2 separate regions of the Zea mays genome follow, and region 1 is linked to region 2. Evidence: chromatin contacts called from public Hi-C data. All regions are on one chromosome and are shown on one strand. The core of a region is the stretch at or near the end of the contact, and the rest is flanking DNA. Distances in the headings are between cores, read along the strand shown. Region 1 holds the start of LOC100501773 (B3 domain-containing protein). Region 2 holds the start of LOC100217297.

What was found. Hi-C and Micro-C count contacts between places; a contact is called where the count stands out from the background.
Region 1: a contact with region 2 is called in a Hi-C map of bundle sheath, with 3 times the contacts expected there. The contact joins the promoter of LOC100501773 here to the promoter of LOC100217297 in region 2. A contact is called at or near these places in 4 of 25 Hi-C or Micro-C datasets (bundle sheath, ear and leaf).

The regions. Positions count from the first base shown.
Region 1 is chr10:5,666,831-5,671,259 of Zm-B73-REFERENCE-NAM-5.0, reverse strand. LOC100501773 (B3 domain-containing protein) reads right to left here and starts at 3,157. Exons shown (of 3, transcript NM_001196435.1): 1 at 2,375-3,157; 2 at 2,021-2,219; 3 at 1,099-1,783. The coding sequence starts at 3,014. The coding sequence ends at 1,771.
Region 2 is chr10:5,350,440-5,354,941 of Zm-B73-REFERENCE-NAM-5.0, reverse strand. LOC100217297 reads left to right here and starts at 1,426. Exons shown (of 3, transcript NM_001143645.1): 1 at 1,426-2,435; 2 at 3,738-3,905; 3 at 3,998-4,502. The coding sequence starts at 1,437. The coding sequence ends at 4,327.

The DNA of each region.
Region 1 (4,429 bases), core at 1,908-4,407, 310 kb before region 2:
AATCTCATCCTATTTAATTTTTACTAGGATGGCTAAATCTGACCAAATCTCATCCTAACTCTGACCAAACAAGTCTTAAGGTTCTGTTTCTAGTTAGATGGCTAAATCCTAGTGATATTAGCTGGCTAACAAATAGCTTGAAACTTTATTATGTAAATAGTATAATCTAATGTGTAAAATAGTATTTTACATGGTCATATGCACAATATATGCTGGTCATAGACTGCAGAGTACCTAAGGTGACAGGCTGCTACTCTAGATTCTTCATGCCTTTTGTTTAAGCTCCCTTGTGCCTCACAAGTGGACACGAAGGCAACGCAACTGTGACATGCATGTTAGTATTACAGGCAGCTAGCTACAGTCTTTTTCCCTTAGTATATAATTAATTAAACTATGCAGATTGCGCCGCGTCAGCTTGGTTAGGTCAGGTTTCGCCAGGCCTCTCTACCCATACCGCTGCTCTGAATTATTTGACCGACGGCCGGCTGGTCCTGGGCCCAAAGACCAGCTTGTTTGCCTCGTACTACAAAGCCTTTCCGACGTCAGGACTAAGGAGGACTCAGGAAGAGAAGGGCAGGCAGACAGATCTAATCTAAGCGTCCATCTTTCGTTCGATACGTACGTGCTGCTGCTGCTGCGGGGAATCTCGCCCCTGCCCTGTCTGCAACCTGCCTGTAACCACGACCGTCAGCTTGGCCAGCCACAGCCAGTATCCTTATTTACTATAGATTAGGGCAAAACTGAGCCCACTTGGACACTGAAACTTTTGCCCAGCCTTTTCCTTCCCGAGGGAACAAAAAGGTGGAGAACCGCCCACTGCCACTCATGATGGATGGTAGCCAGACCAGACCAGGGATCGGGACATGGAAATCCCCAGATGTCGGCATCGGCATCGGCATCGCGCCGGTTCTTTTATTTGTTGCTTGGTGGTTTTTACCCTGGTGTTTTGGTTCGCTTGTTTGGACAAGGCTGGCAATGCCACTCACTGCACATCCACCGTCGTGATCAGAGGTGAAAGGATTTTTGGTTGTACCAGAGGAAGAGTGCATGAAAGAACGACCATAGCAATAGCAGTAGGAAAAAAGAAAACCGCAAGAAGAACAAAATCCCCATGAGGACATTTCTCTGTTCCTTGAAGGAGCACATCTCACCTACACTCCTACTCCTACCACAAACGACGCGCACATACAGCACAGTACTACTACCAGTATACATGACTGCAAGCATGTCCTCTTGTTTGTTTTCTACTATGCATGCATGCATGTGTGTCACCATCCGTCACTCCCCTGTCTCGATCTCTACCTAGCTAGCTAGCTAGCTAGTAGCCACCCCACTCCTTTTCATTCAACCTGATGTTTCCTGAAACCTTCTAGCTACTGCTACCTGCTGGCTTGCAAGAGGGGGCCCCCCCGGTCCGGCACGTAGGGTTGGTTTGTTTGCGGAAGGAAGGAGAAAAAGGGAGGGGGTGGCCCAGTCTGCGGTGCCGGGAGGAGGAGAAGATTGCCCGGGAAACAAGCGATCTCTTTCGCTCCCCCTTTCTTTCCATCCCGCCGGTCAATTCCACCAGACCTGTGGTGGCTCAGTACTACAGACAGAGAAGAGAGAACAGTAGTAGTAGTGGTAGCTAAGTTTCTTCTTTCGTCGCTGGTTGTTGGTTCTTTAGGCTTCAGGCTTCTCAAGAACATTGCTTCAGATCTCCTTCCTCCCCTCCCCCTTCCTCTCTCTCTCTCTCTCTCTCTCTCTCTCTCTCATCTCCTCCGTCCGTCTGTCTCATGAACTGCCCCTGTTGACAAATGAAAACAAAACATAACTAAGTCCTCGTTCACAATTACTCCTATCCTATTCATTCCTAATTTCCTATACAAGTTGAGCAAACATTAAAAAAAAGAGAAACTGACGCTTTGCTTATATGCTTGTCCATTTTAATTAGCTCTATCAGCTTCAGCTAGCAGTAGTACAGTACGTATAATGCGACCGAATGATCTCGGTGATGTTCCTTCCGACCGTGCTTGCTTATTACCAGTAGCTGGGAACTGCGGGCACTGCTGCGTAGGGACTCTGGTGCACGTATCCGTAGCCGTACATTGGCGCCGTCGGCGTCTCCGTCTCCGGCTCCGGGCCGCAGTCGAGGTTGACGCCGAACAGCCGGAGCTTCCTCGTCGGCGCTGTACCTGTAGTAGGCGTGCCGCCGCTGCTCTTGGCGTCCGCCTCGCCTGCGCCTGCAGCCATCATCAATCATGTCAACAACCGGAAACGGCGTCAGCTGACGACATTCATAGTCTCTGCTCTGCGCTAGCGTCACGTCAATCTCTCGTAAAGAGATAGAGAGAGAGAAAGAGAGGTGTTCTGTTCCTGGACGCTAGTAGTACGGTACCTGCGTGTGGCGTGTCGATGTGGTAGGCGTAGGGGCTAGCCGGGCTGGGCGGGTACGACGACCCCGACGTGCTGTAGCACACGGTGGGGCTCCACGGCTGCTGCTGCTGCTGCTCGCCGGCGTTAAGCGCGGGCGCCACGGGCGGCGGCGTCGGAGTCGCCGCCGCCGACGCCGCCGCCGCGCTCTCGCCGCGGCGCCTGCAGCAGATGAAGAGACGGTCGGCGGCGCCGACGCCGGCGCCGCGCACCCGGTCGAAGCGCACGACGTCGCCGGCGTCGAGGCGCTTCTCCTTGACGTAGCGGCTCCAGCCCTTGGTGAGCACGTAGCTCTGGCTGCTGACCCAGTACGAGTAGCGGAACCGCCACGGCCTGCCGGCCTCGTCGTCGAATTCCAGCAGCAGGCCCTTCTCGTTCCCGTTCCCGTCGCCGCCGCCGAGGGGGAAGTGCCTCTCCGCGTGCTGCTTGGGGATCACCAGGCGGTTTAGCTTGCCCACGTCGCTCGGCGTGAGTGGCTTCTCGAACAGGTGCTCCCTCTCGTAGTACTGCTGCTGCTGGTGGTGGTGGTAGTGCAGGTTGGTGTACATGGCCATCCCCCACGGCCACGCCTGCGGGTGGCCCTGGGCCAGGTGGTGCGTCGCCATTCTTGCCGGCCGCCGCGTGACCTTGGTGTGATGTGGTGGGATGCTAAGGTAATAACTAGCTAGCTAGCCGAGGTGGAAGGAAGGGAAGGGAAGAAAGATCGGCAGCGAGGTGAGTGGTGTGCCGTTTGCTGTGTAGAGGGAGCTGAGGGAGGCATGCATTGCATATGTCATGGCCAGCCATTTATAGCCAGCCTCCCAAGTAGCAGACTAGCAGTAGCACTAGCAGTAGAGACTCTAGATGGTCGTCAGTGAGGCCTGCCTGTACATGTACTGTACCATTGGTGTACAATTATATATTTCCATGGTAGCTAGGAGACTAGGAGTAGGAAGGTCATGTACATGCATGCATGATGAGCAGGAGACTTTCTTGCTGCCCAGGGAGGTCTTTGGTGCAGGTGCATTTGATCTCGAGGAGAGAGAGAGAGAGAGGTGGAGGGAGGAGAGTACAGCTACTAGTACATTATTTTAACCTAGGTAGACAGGAAGAATCAAAGTGAAGGATCGGGGGGGTGATGAAAGAATATGTAGCAGCCAGCCCCCAGTGTTAGAATGGCCACTTATTAAAAAGTTGGCGCCTGGTGGCCATCGTGGCCTAATCACACCCATCCAGGACCGGGGGGACACGGCAAGACCGCCCTAGCATGCCCTTTCCATGTGCGAGGAGTGGTTGGGGGGTGGCCTATGCTATGCTATGCATCCGCATGCACGGCCACTGTCCCGGTGAGCTCTCCCTCCTCTCTGAGCTGATTTGGTAATCCGGCAATATAATTGGAGGAGATTTACAGGAGGTAGACTATAGATAGAGTTGGAGGCCTAGTGTGGTTTTTTTAGGCCAGTCGGTTTTCCATTTGGCTTTGGGAAGGTGCAAGAGAAAAGCTGAGTCCTGCAGGAGTACGGGACACCCCCCGTCTCCAATTTCCCATACGGCCCCCTGTCTCTTTTGTCCTGTCCTGGGTGGTGGATTAACCTGACGAGATGGGGGTGGAATTGACAGATTTTTGCTGGCCTGTCTGCTGTGCTGCTGCCTCTACTACCACGTACGGATTGCCAGGCAGCATGCACAGCAGTTCAGTTCATCCCAGCACAGCAGCACAGCACTTCCTCTCTCTAGTCTCTAACTGTTGAGGACCGTATTGTGAACTGTGGAGTACGAGTGTGGGGTGGCTTTTGTCCTCTGAGGGAAGCAAGTAGACGTCACATTTGGGCTGTCTCTGCACTGCATTCCCTCCTCTCAGCTTGCTCCAGCGCTCCTCCCCCCTCCTCCCACCTCCCTCCCTAGTACCATATCCCCACTTACAAAAACAAATCTACTATTTTAACATATGTGTATATATGGATTTCGAAGCTATTTTCTAAGTCATGCTATTAAGGAATATTGTAAAATACAAGAATAAAATTGTATTTAATTTTTTGTG
Region 2 (4,502 bases), core at 177-2,676:
AGCAAGTGGGTCGGTAGTCGGTGGTTCCCGTGGTTCGTGGTGCCGCCGTCGGCGGCCTCATGCACGTGCAGCTAGTCGGTCACCATCGCATGGCGCGTGGAAGGATTGAGTTGCGGCGGAACCTGGGACGGCTAGGCGAAGCGAGGCGGTGGGTTGCGCATGGGACACGACGGCGGCTGCTGGCGAGTTGGAGGCAGGACGTCCCAATGCGAAAGGTGCAGTGCTTTTATCAGGGTCGGCTGGCACAGAGCAGTTTGGTCCACACGACGCATCGGGCGCGGATCTGTTGCATGAGGCTGCGAGGGAAGGGGTGCATATTCATCCACACGGTGACACGACGCGGCTGGGGGTACCTGCGCAGCGTGGTTGATAGTGACGCGTAGCTATTGAAGCGGGCGGCTGGCGCGGAGACGTTTGTTGCAAGCGGCGGCGACTGCACGTAGGGTTGGGTTGTGGCTCCCGATATATACGCGGAGAGGACGGCGGGTTAATAGTAGGAAAAATTGAAGGATGTTTCCGTAAAAATATGACGCACGACGACCGTTGAAACTGGTGCTTTAAGTATAGTAGAGATATGATCTTTTTTGTGTCTTTATATGTGTCATTTCATGCCTGCTTTAAACGGGCTGTGCTCGTGCTCACCCATAGACCGTGACCTCGACCAAAACCCGGCTCGATATATCGGGCCGTACCGGTCCGACACTAAAATATTTCGGACCTTGCCGTATCTGAGCCGTTCTTCGAGCCGACCCATTAGGCCTCCCAAATGTACACCTATACGGCTATACCCACCACTTGCCGTCTTGCCCCCCTCCCCCTCCCGCAGCTGTGGGCACGCTCCTGCTCAGCTGCCCTGCGCACTACAGGCTCAAAGAGCTCACGACCCTGGCCTGCTGCTGCTTCAATTCCTTGGACAGTTGGACACCGGCGGAGGAACCATCTCCATCGTGCTTGCACTTCATCATCTGAAGAGTTCTTTTTTTTTCTCAAAAAGGTCAGTCTTGGACCCCTTCATCCATCTGAAGAGTTCTTGGGTGGTCGAAGCCCAATAAGTAAATCACCTGATCGGATGCTCAGCCCACTCCTGAATTTCGGCCCATGACCCAGGGCCCAGGCAGCCGCCGCCGCCGCCGCGACTCCCCGAACTCGCCCCCGTCGCTGGCTCGCTGTGACCCTCGAGGCCTCGACCCGCGGGCGCGGCGCTGCGCCCTCGCCCGTACGCCTGCGTGCACCGATCCACCGGACCTGCCTGCCGCCTACGTGGCTTTTCGACCGGAGCTCTCCACATTTTCCTCCTCTCCAAAAAATGGATCGGAAAAAGGGCGCGCATTGCAAAATCTGGCGGGAAAAGGAAGCACGCCTGCCATCAGCAGCAGCAAAATCTCCGTTCCCCCTCTCTTTCCTCTCATTCCTCCCCTCCGGACTCCGCCCCTCCGATGGACCAGGAATGCACGCCGCCGATGGCGAAGAGGGCGAGGCGCTCGCCTCCGCAGGCCGGCGCGGAGGACCGGCTCGGCGCGCTCGACGACGCCACCCTCCACGCCATCCTCGTGCGCCTGCCGCTCCGCGACGCGGCGGCCACGGCCGTGCTCTCCCGCCGCTGGCCCCGCGTCTTCGCCACGCTCCCGCGCCTGGTCCTCCGCCCCGCCACATTCAACCGCCGCGGCTTCCCCGACGAGGACCGCTGCGAGGACCCGCCGCGCTGGCTTCGCGCCCTCCGCTGCGTCCTCGACCGCCGCGCCGCGCCGGTCGTGGCTTTCGAGGTCGACTGCGGATTCATGTGCGTGTACGGCGAGTGGTTCGGCTGGGTCTTCCGCGAGGTCTGCGGCAGCGGCGGGCTCCTGGAGCTCAGCATCGCCAACACCGACTACAAAGAGTGCTACGCGCTGCCCGACGCTGTCTACACCTGCAAGACGCTCACCTCGCTGGACCTCTACAATTGCCGGCTCCAGGTGCCGATCAGGGCCGCTGCGGTGACCCTGCGCGCCCTGCAGACGCTCCGCCTCCGCAACGTGGTCGCCAGGGACAGCGACATCCGTCTCATCGTCTGCCGGTGCACGGCGATAGAACGTCTGGAGATCCACGGCATCCACATGGCGCGAAACATCGTCATACGCGCGCCATGCCTCAAGAGGCTAGACATCTACTCGTATCGCCCGCTCTGCATCTCCCTGAAGAAGGCGAAGGCACAGCCACTGAACATGGTGAGGCTGAGCCTTTCCTACGGCTACCCTGAGCATTATTGGAGCCTCCATGACACCAAGGACACCAAAAGAGAGTACTCCGTTCATGAAATAGAGGAGATGCTTGATTATAAGAAGATGGCCGAGAGGGAGCACAGGCAGACGGATGAGATCAAGAACATGGAAACATTCCTCACTGCACTCAGCTGCACCAAGACGCTCCAGTTGCACTTATCGACTGAATACTCCGAGGTTAGTTTGTTTTGGCTCAGAGTGCATCTTTTTGGCTCTTTTAAATGCTACTGCAAGCTGAAAGATTTTGTTACTTACATAAATCGCAGCTTCGATGATGAGACAAAAAGATCAAGTCTTTTACCGTACTCTATTGCTTGTCATAATTCCTCCTTTTTTTCTGCAATGACAGCATATCACACCTCATTTTAATGTGTGCTACTATCATGCATCCTTCACTAGTATTGGCACAGTTCAAGCTTGTTCCATCTCACCACAAAACTATTGTGGATAGCTCAAGGATGCTACTAGTTAATGTTGGAATAACATACACTTACAATCTATATACTGGTGTGGAAGAGATGACATATCTACTAGTACTAGTACCAGATGCGAGCCCTGAATTGTTGTAATTGTTACTTGCTCATCAATGGCTCAATACAACGAAAATCTTTTAGTTGATCAAGGGCAGGCTGCTATCTAAGAAAACCTAATCTTTTCTCTCACACACACATAGGTATATATATTTGAGAATTATATGGGAGACATATGTTTTTTAATATGATAATTCAGAATAATTTACTTAAGATCCCCTTTTTTGGTATAAGACGTATGTTGAAGCACTTCCTGTTGCAAGCCATTGGCTTGGACTTGTTTGTTGTTGCTTGTGATCATTCCTAGTTTCCTACTACGAAGAACGTGGTGTTACCTGTGTTGGTGAGTCTAGCATCCCACCAGGTCGGTCAGCGTATGTTGATTGTAATAAGATTACTTGATCATTGGTATTTATTTAATCATTCCTCAGCATAATTCACGCATGCCCCATATTTGGCTGGTATCATGTAGAATATAGGTGTCGTTTGGTTCACGAAATGTAATATAAATGGTAACGATTCACACTTGACTTGAGTATCGGCGGTAACAAATTTGAATAGGCCAGTATCCATTTCTAGTGTGGTATCCGATTACGGTTGGACTTAAACAAACATGATTTAATGTTATCGGTTATCCATTACGTTACCAATATGTGAGCCAAACGACACCACAATACATACAGTGCGTCTGTCTTTGCTGTTTCTACTCTCATATAATAAACTTCGAGGTTTGATTTTTTTCTTCTTCGCAGTTTGTAATAATCCTAGCAATGTCCAATGTTTAGGCTAGTCGATCTGTTCTAGGATCAACACTTGATTCAGCTCACATGACAAGAACCGAGTACTGCAACAAAGCATATAGTCACTGGAGACCCTATTTAAACGATCCTTTTCGATACAAAGTAGTTTACAGAAGGTGCAAACTTTCATCAGTTTCTGTTTTGATCAGGTTTTGGACATGGTCAAGGCTTCAACGTTGACGAGTTTGCCCAAGAAAAAGTACCTGCATGGCTTGAAATCACTCAGCCTTACTCTGGACCACAACCATGCAGTTCTTGCTACTCTAGTCTCATGCTTGCTGAACAGCTCTCCCAACCTCAAGGATCTCAGAATCATTGTGAGTCTTCCTATACAGCTGATGCCTTCCATTCTGTCCTGTTTCCTGTTAACCGCTCGTAAAACAGCTCACCATTGGTGTTGTGTTATCAGGAGCTCCGGCACCCGGGGAGCCCCGTGCCCTTGGCTGCGGAGTTCTGGGAGAAGAAGATAACCGCGGACGGGTTTCTGTACCACCTGGCGAGCGTCACCTTCTACACCGACTCGCTCCTGGAAGGCCACCCTTGCGAGGGCATCTGCAAGTTCCTGGTGATGAACGCGAGGGTCCTCAAGAGGATGAGCATCGTGTACCACCACTCGCAGGTCAGGCCGGAGCATGCAGCCAAGCTCGAGGCGGCCCGGAGGGAGCTCCGTGTCTGGCCGAGGGCTTCCGCGGACGTGCTGCTGGAGTTGACTCCTGTCCATCGGTTCCCATGGTTCTGAGGGGCGAGGTCGCTGATCCATTGCTCACATGCAGATCCTGCACTGCAGCTTTTGTTCGACTCCTGTTCTATCTATGCCTCTCATTGACTCTGGCTTGCTCTAAGATGTAGACACCACATGCTAGGCACCGTTTAAGTTGCTTGTGGGGATGGATTGGAAGTTTAAATTTGCACTT